Regions from separate parts of the Mus musculus genome. Here region 2 is linked to region 1. The links are chromatin contacts, called in public ChIA-PET maps. All regions are on one chromosome and are shown on one strand. The core of a region is the stretch at or near the end of the contact, and the rest is flanking DNA. Distances in the headings are between cores, read along the strand shown.

The links. ChIA-PET counts read pairs in DNA pulled down with a chosen protein or histone mark.
Region 2: a contact with region 1 is called in an RNA polymerase II ChIA-PET map of memory CD8 T cells, with 19 read pairs. The contact joins the enhancer-like site here to the promoter of Gbp7 in region 1. A contact is called at or near these places in 9 of 39 promoter capture datasets (the 3T3-L1 cell line, the C10 cell line, liver and 4 more), 2 of 484 Hi-C or Micro-C datasets (the 63-12 cell line and gonadal supporting cells) and 1 of 115 datasets of contacts at active chromatin or transcription factors (memory CD8 T cells).

Annotation. Positions count from the first base shown.
Region 1 is chr3:142,529,018-142,531,827 of GRCm38.p6, forward strand. It overlaps Gbp7 (guanylate binding protein 7), which reads left to right and starts at 1,319. Exons shown (of 11, transcript NM_001083312.2): 1 at 1,319-1,422.
Region 2 is chr3:142,279,863-142,282,755 of GRCm38.p6, forward strand. All of the region lies in intron 7 of Pdlim5 (PDZ and LIM domain 5), which reads right to left. Among named protein-coding and RNA genes, the nearest start is that of Bmpr1b, 110 kb to the left of the region's middle. Within about 2 kb of position 1,424, at least 80 of the 459 cell types and tissues checked have an H3K27ac peak or open chromatin away from gene starts, as enhancers often do. A contact at or near this core is called in memory CD8 T cells and second pharyngeal arch cranial neural crest, where this site is marked.

The DNA of each region.
Region 1 (2,810 bases), core at 69-2,568:
CCACACCCAAAGTGACACACCCACTCCAAAAAGGCCACACCTACTTGAACAGGGCCACACCTTCTAATAGTGCCACTTTCTAGGCTGAGCATATACAAATCCTCACAGCAGGTCCATCTGAAATAGATCCATTATGTCTTTTAAAAAGCAACATAAAAGAGAGGGTTGTGAAAGCTTTAACACTTAAGTGTCTGCCCCGTGCCCTGACTCCAGACATGCCTAGTTCATCCAGCGTTACTGCAATGAAGTGCATTCGTGTCCTAGCCTTGAGTCTGACAACTGCTATTCCACAGAGTTCACACTTAACTTTGTTCTATGGGAGAAATTTACCTCAGTCAAACTAACAGATGGGAATCAAATTGATGTTCCCACCTGAAGGATAACCTGAGGACACACTACATGATGGTTCTCAGGCCTGACCAAGCCCCACCTCCTCCCTAGCTCAGAAAGATGATTCCGAGGGGCCTGTAAGAAAGCATCAGACATGGATACTTCACTAGTCTGGTCTGTATGTAGATGTTCCTTAACACAACACGAGGTTACATTCCAATCACAGAATCACCCTGACATGAATATTTGTGAATTTAAAATGCACCAAGACATTTAACCAAACAAAGATGACAGCTTAGTCTGTTGTATGTTACCAGACATCTGGACAGTCACTTAAGACAAAGCTTTTTTTCTTTCTTTCCCAAAACACCTGTTGTAATTCATTTCGGTTTTGCCAAAAAAAAAAAAAAAAACAAAAAAAAAAAAAACCTCCATATAGTAGAAGGCATAGCAAGCTAACCCGTAGGGGACATGAAAAAGGGAGAAGCCAGACTTTCATATGTGCTGCTGCACAGCAAGATAAATGATGGTGACTGTGGCATACATCTCAAAAAAGAAGTGTTAACAGTTTGAAGAGATAGCTATGTTAACCCAGTCTGCATCATATATCACATGAGGTATCCAATGCACAGAAACAACCCATTACCTTTTTAATATGTACAGTATTACTATCATGCACGAGTTGCGCGTTTTTTAAGGTAAAAACGTCTCGTTGGTGTCAACCTCTTGGAATAAGCCAGTGGCAGGAGCTGGCACATTTCTGTTGCAGCATTCTGTATTTCCCAATAGAAGTCAGTATTTAGAGAATCAGCGACTTGTTTTCATCCGCCGCCCATCTGGCAGGGAAGACTATGGACTTGTTCCCCACAGATTCCGTTTTCTTTCCAGGAAAAGCAGAAGCTTCTCAGAAAGTCAGCACAAGCCTGTGTGTGCAGTTTCAGTTTCAGTTCTCCATCCCCACAACTAAGTGCAGGCAATATCCGGTTTCACTCTGGAGTTTAAGAATAGAGAGCTTTCAGGAGGAATCGGGGCGGGCGCAGCAGCAAGCCTAAAGGTGCTGAATCCAGGTAGCAGAGAATCCGGTGCAGGCTGGTGAGTTCCCTGAGACTCCATACCCAATGTACACATCTCCTAAGGAGCTTCAGGGAGGTCCCGAGGTCCCAGGCCATAAACTCCACATTTGGTGCAAGATGACACCGGAGGGTGGACGACCGCGATCAGAGACGGCTTGGTGGCCTCAGGGTGGGTGGACAGCGTTGCTCAGTGTGGGAAGTGCGACCACTCTCGAGCAGCCACCACAGCCAGGCATGGTGGGGGATGGGGTGGGGTGGTGAGCGGTTCCTACGGGAATATCAGCCCAGGGCTACCCACTCCCGCAGGCTACCCATTCCCCTGCATTGTTTCCAAGTAAGAGGGCATAACCCCAGAATCCTCATCTACCATAGTCCTCAGGTACTCCCGCCGCTGTGAGCTCAGCTCGGCTTGAAGAAACAGAAAACATAGCCTTCCCTTGTTGAGTCAGACAGAATTTCCAATTGCGCCCGCCCCGTGCACCGCTGTGCTACCAGTGCACTCTCGCGCTCTGCAATGGGGTACTCAGTCAAAAGTTAGAAACAGCAGGAAAGCCTGAACCCCTTCATGTATTGTGAACTGTTTCAAAGTCGTCCATCTAAGGTTTCAGACCAGTTTTGGAGCTTGTGAAAAATCTCCGGAGGAGGCAGTTTTTTACTGTCTTCCCTGTGGCTCGAGCCACCTTTGGAGACCATGGATAATTTACATGACCAATCGCAGCTATGTAGTTCTACTTATTTACTGTGAATTTTAAGCTTCTTAGTTGGGACAGTAACCCAGACCTGCACGAGAGCAGAGAGAAGAGAAATAACATGCCTATCAATATTTTCCTAATATAGATAGAACTGGTCATTAAGGTACTGTTGTCTTTCACAGAATTAAGGTGAGCTTACGTTTCCCATTCGACACCTACTCTAAATTGATGCTAAGTAAAGAAACACCTACAGTTTTTAAGATGCCACCAGAGGACAAACAGCACCCAGAGTGCCCCTTATACATTATATCATGACATGCCACTAATCAATTGAGAGTTGGTATTTCCCAATTAGGATATTTATCAGTGTAGAAAAGGTGAATTGCGGAAGTTGGTTCTATCAGGGAAGTTTTGGTAATAGGATCTGGTGTTTATTCCCTGATCCACTGGGCAGTTTATAGTCTTCCTGAGCATTCATTTAGCATGTGTGCATGACCTCCAAGACAAGTGAAAAGGAGGCACAATAGCCTTCAATACTTATGGTTGTTTTAAGAGAGAATGCACCATCAGAGATTTGCCCACAGAAGTATTTATTCACGAGGATGTATTTTCAGGGAAATTAGCCACTGGAAAAGAATCATATCCATGTGTCATCTTCAACAGCATGGGCATGAAGCAGGTGGGAGATGATAATTTGCCAGTGTAAGGTCACGTG
Region 2 (2,893 bases), core at 174-2,673, 250 kb before region 1:
GTTTTAAAAACTGTAAGTTTTATATGTACCTTGTCTTCACTACATTAAGATTACTTAAGGATGGGAACTCTGCCATGCTAGGAGTATATTACTTAACCTTAGTAAAGTTCTTTATCTTCAAACAGTACAAATATATTGCCTTTCTTCCAGGGTTATAACAAGCATGAACTAAAGTACTTGTACAATCCTCAACACTGAGTTAAGTGTTGAAAATGGCACTGATAATTGTATCTATGTTCTAAGTGTGTAGTTTAATGGTAATGATATTGTTAGTGAATATGGTTACTAAATTAATACTTCATGTAACAATTTACTTATAAGTATAGTTTCAGTTCTGGATTTTAATCTGAGGTACAATTTTAAATTACAATTATTTAAATTAAGTTAAAAGTCCTATGAAGATTATTGTAAGCTAACATGTTTTAATTTAGGTTGTATTTTTTTATACAAGGGTTTATATAAATTCTCTCCCCACTAACACCTAATACTTAAATTTTAAACTTACTTTTCAAACATTAAGGATCTGAGGCACACTATAAAGAAGCTATAAAAATCTAAGTCATGTGTACTTATGTACATTATGGTTATTTTTCCAGTGATAGAAACAGAACCCAGATCCTCAGCTCTTAGACAAGCATTCCACTGAGTCATGCTCCTAACTCTACACCCTGTCTCAAATATCAAAATATGTGCTTTGTGTATCGCCGCTGATAAAAGGCAAAGCACGGACTACTAATGTTCCCTCTCACAGGGTTCCCAGAGAGCTTCTTTCAGGCTGGAGCTGCAGGTATTACCTATGTGATGATGACCAAGGAACTCTGAAGGAGTAGAGTCACATAACATCCCATCCAGTTCTTAAAGTGTGGTCCAACTAGACTCAAGAACCTAAAATTTAAACAACTTCAGTGTTTTCCCTTAGAAATGGTCTGCTCTCCCTGACACCAACTTAAACACTTTACTAACTACTGTAGAACTGCAGTGTAGCATAATGAGAAGCTCTGTAATGCTGGGTAGCCAGAGACTGACAGCTCGTTATAGCCGACCACCACTAGCTACAGTGGTAGACGTTTACTTTGCTACTGATTTTACATTTGACACAACATATGTTCTCTGCCTGACTCACTGAGATTACACATTTAGCCAACCCTGGGCTATTTTTATCTCTGTATTATGCTTAGTAACTTCTGGGTTAACCATTAATTTTCTGTAATTATTTCTGATTTTCTATAGTTTGGCTCTGGAAAAGCTTAAGTGGTTGCCTGTGGCACTATGGGAAGTGGTGTACCCTTGAGGAGGTGAGCACCATTGGGAGGCAGTCAGGTGATAAGCAGTGTGCCCTTACAGATAGCATGGGGACCCAGCCCCTCCCCTTTCCTGCCACTGTGAGGTTAAACAGCTCAGCTCTAACACATGGTCCTGATCACAGGCACAAAAGCAATGGAGCCAGGCAACCACACACCGAAACCCCAAACCACAAGCCACAACAATCCTTACCTCTGCACAAACTGCTTATCCCATGTATATTATCACAGCAATATAAAGCTGAACACATGCATTTAGCACATACAGTAAAAATTAAATAACTTTTCAAGTAAAATTCTCATGCATATGGACTATAAGATAGTAGTCAGCCATAATAATTATATTGCTTTCCATCTTTTAAAAATGCATGGATTATTAATCATTTGACTATGGTACTGCAGCTGTAGCCATGTAATAAAAGCCCAGATTCCACTACAGTTTAAATATTGGCAAAATTATTCATGACCTCATACCAAACATCAAGAGTGCTATTAAAGACATCGTAATGGATTAGAAGGTGAGCGACAGGCCAATGAGAGAGCATGCATGGGCTTGGGCACTGCATTGAAAGTGCAGCTAATTCAACACAGCTTACATCAGTCCTGCAACCTTTGCATCTGGCCTGTTACATCATAGTGTGCTGTTAGAGGAAACAACCTTCCACAAGCCATGGTCCCTCCATAGTACCTGCTCTTCTTAACGTGGACAGAGCCACTCGACTCCTCAGAGGACTGAAGACAGGAAAGAGCTAGAGGCTTGGGGACAGTGCTGATGCACAGTGCATCCAGAAGAGACTGGGAGTTTTCAGGGCCGAAGAGCCTGGCAAGCATTCAGAGAGGAGCGTCAGTGACAACTTGCAGTGTCCACAAAAGAATGCCCGCTTTCAGTCTACGGTCTGAGACATCTCCTTTAGGAGTGAGAAAGAGATGGGGAGGAGGGAGACAAAGACAAAGCAAAGCAGTGGGGAGGGTGAATAGAAGCACCGAGATTTCATTGTATTGTTTGGCTTGGCCGGATGGCACACACCTTTAATCCCAGTACTTGAGAGACAGAGTCAGGCCGATCTTCCTTTCTGTGAGTTTGATTTAAAACAGTCTGGTGTACAAAGTGAGTTCCTTGGACAGCTAGGGCTATGCAGAGAGACCTTTTCTCAAATACAAAAACAACTAAGGAAATTTTTATTACAGTCATGCAAGGCTAGCTTTCAAAAGCATTTAAGCCAGGCGTGGTGGCGCACGCCTTTAGTCCCAGCACTTGGGAGGCAGAGGCAGGCAGATTTCTGAGTTTAAGGCCAGCCTGATCTACAAAGTGAGTTCCAGGACAGCCAGGGCTATACAGAGGAATCCTGTCTCGAAAAACTAAAAACCAAAAACCAAAAACCAAAAAAAAAAAAAAAAAAAAAGCAAGCATTACACCTATAAATGTGAAATAGTATAGAAGCAAGGCACATAGAAGGGCTGTTTCACGGAATAATTAGGCTTTAATTCACCAATGTTGTGGAATACGATAGCATCATCAGAAATTTAATTTCTACCTGACTCAGCCTCAGCGACAACTGAAAGCTATAAACTCTAAAGTCTGTAGGAACATA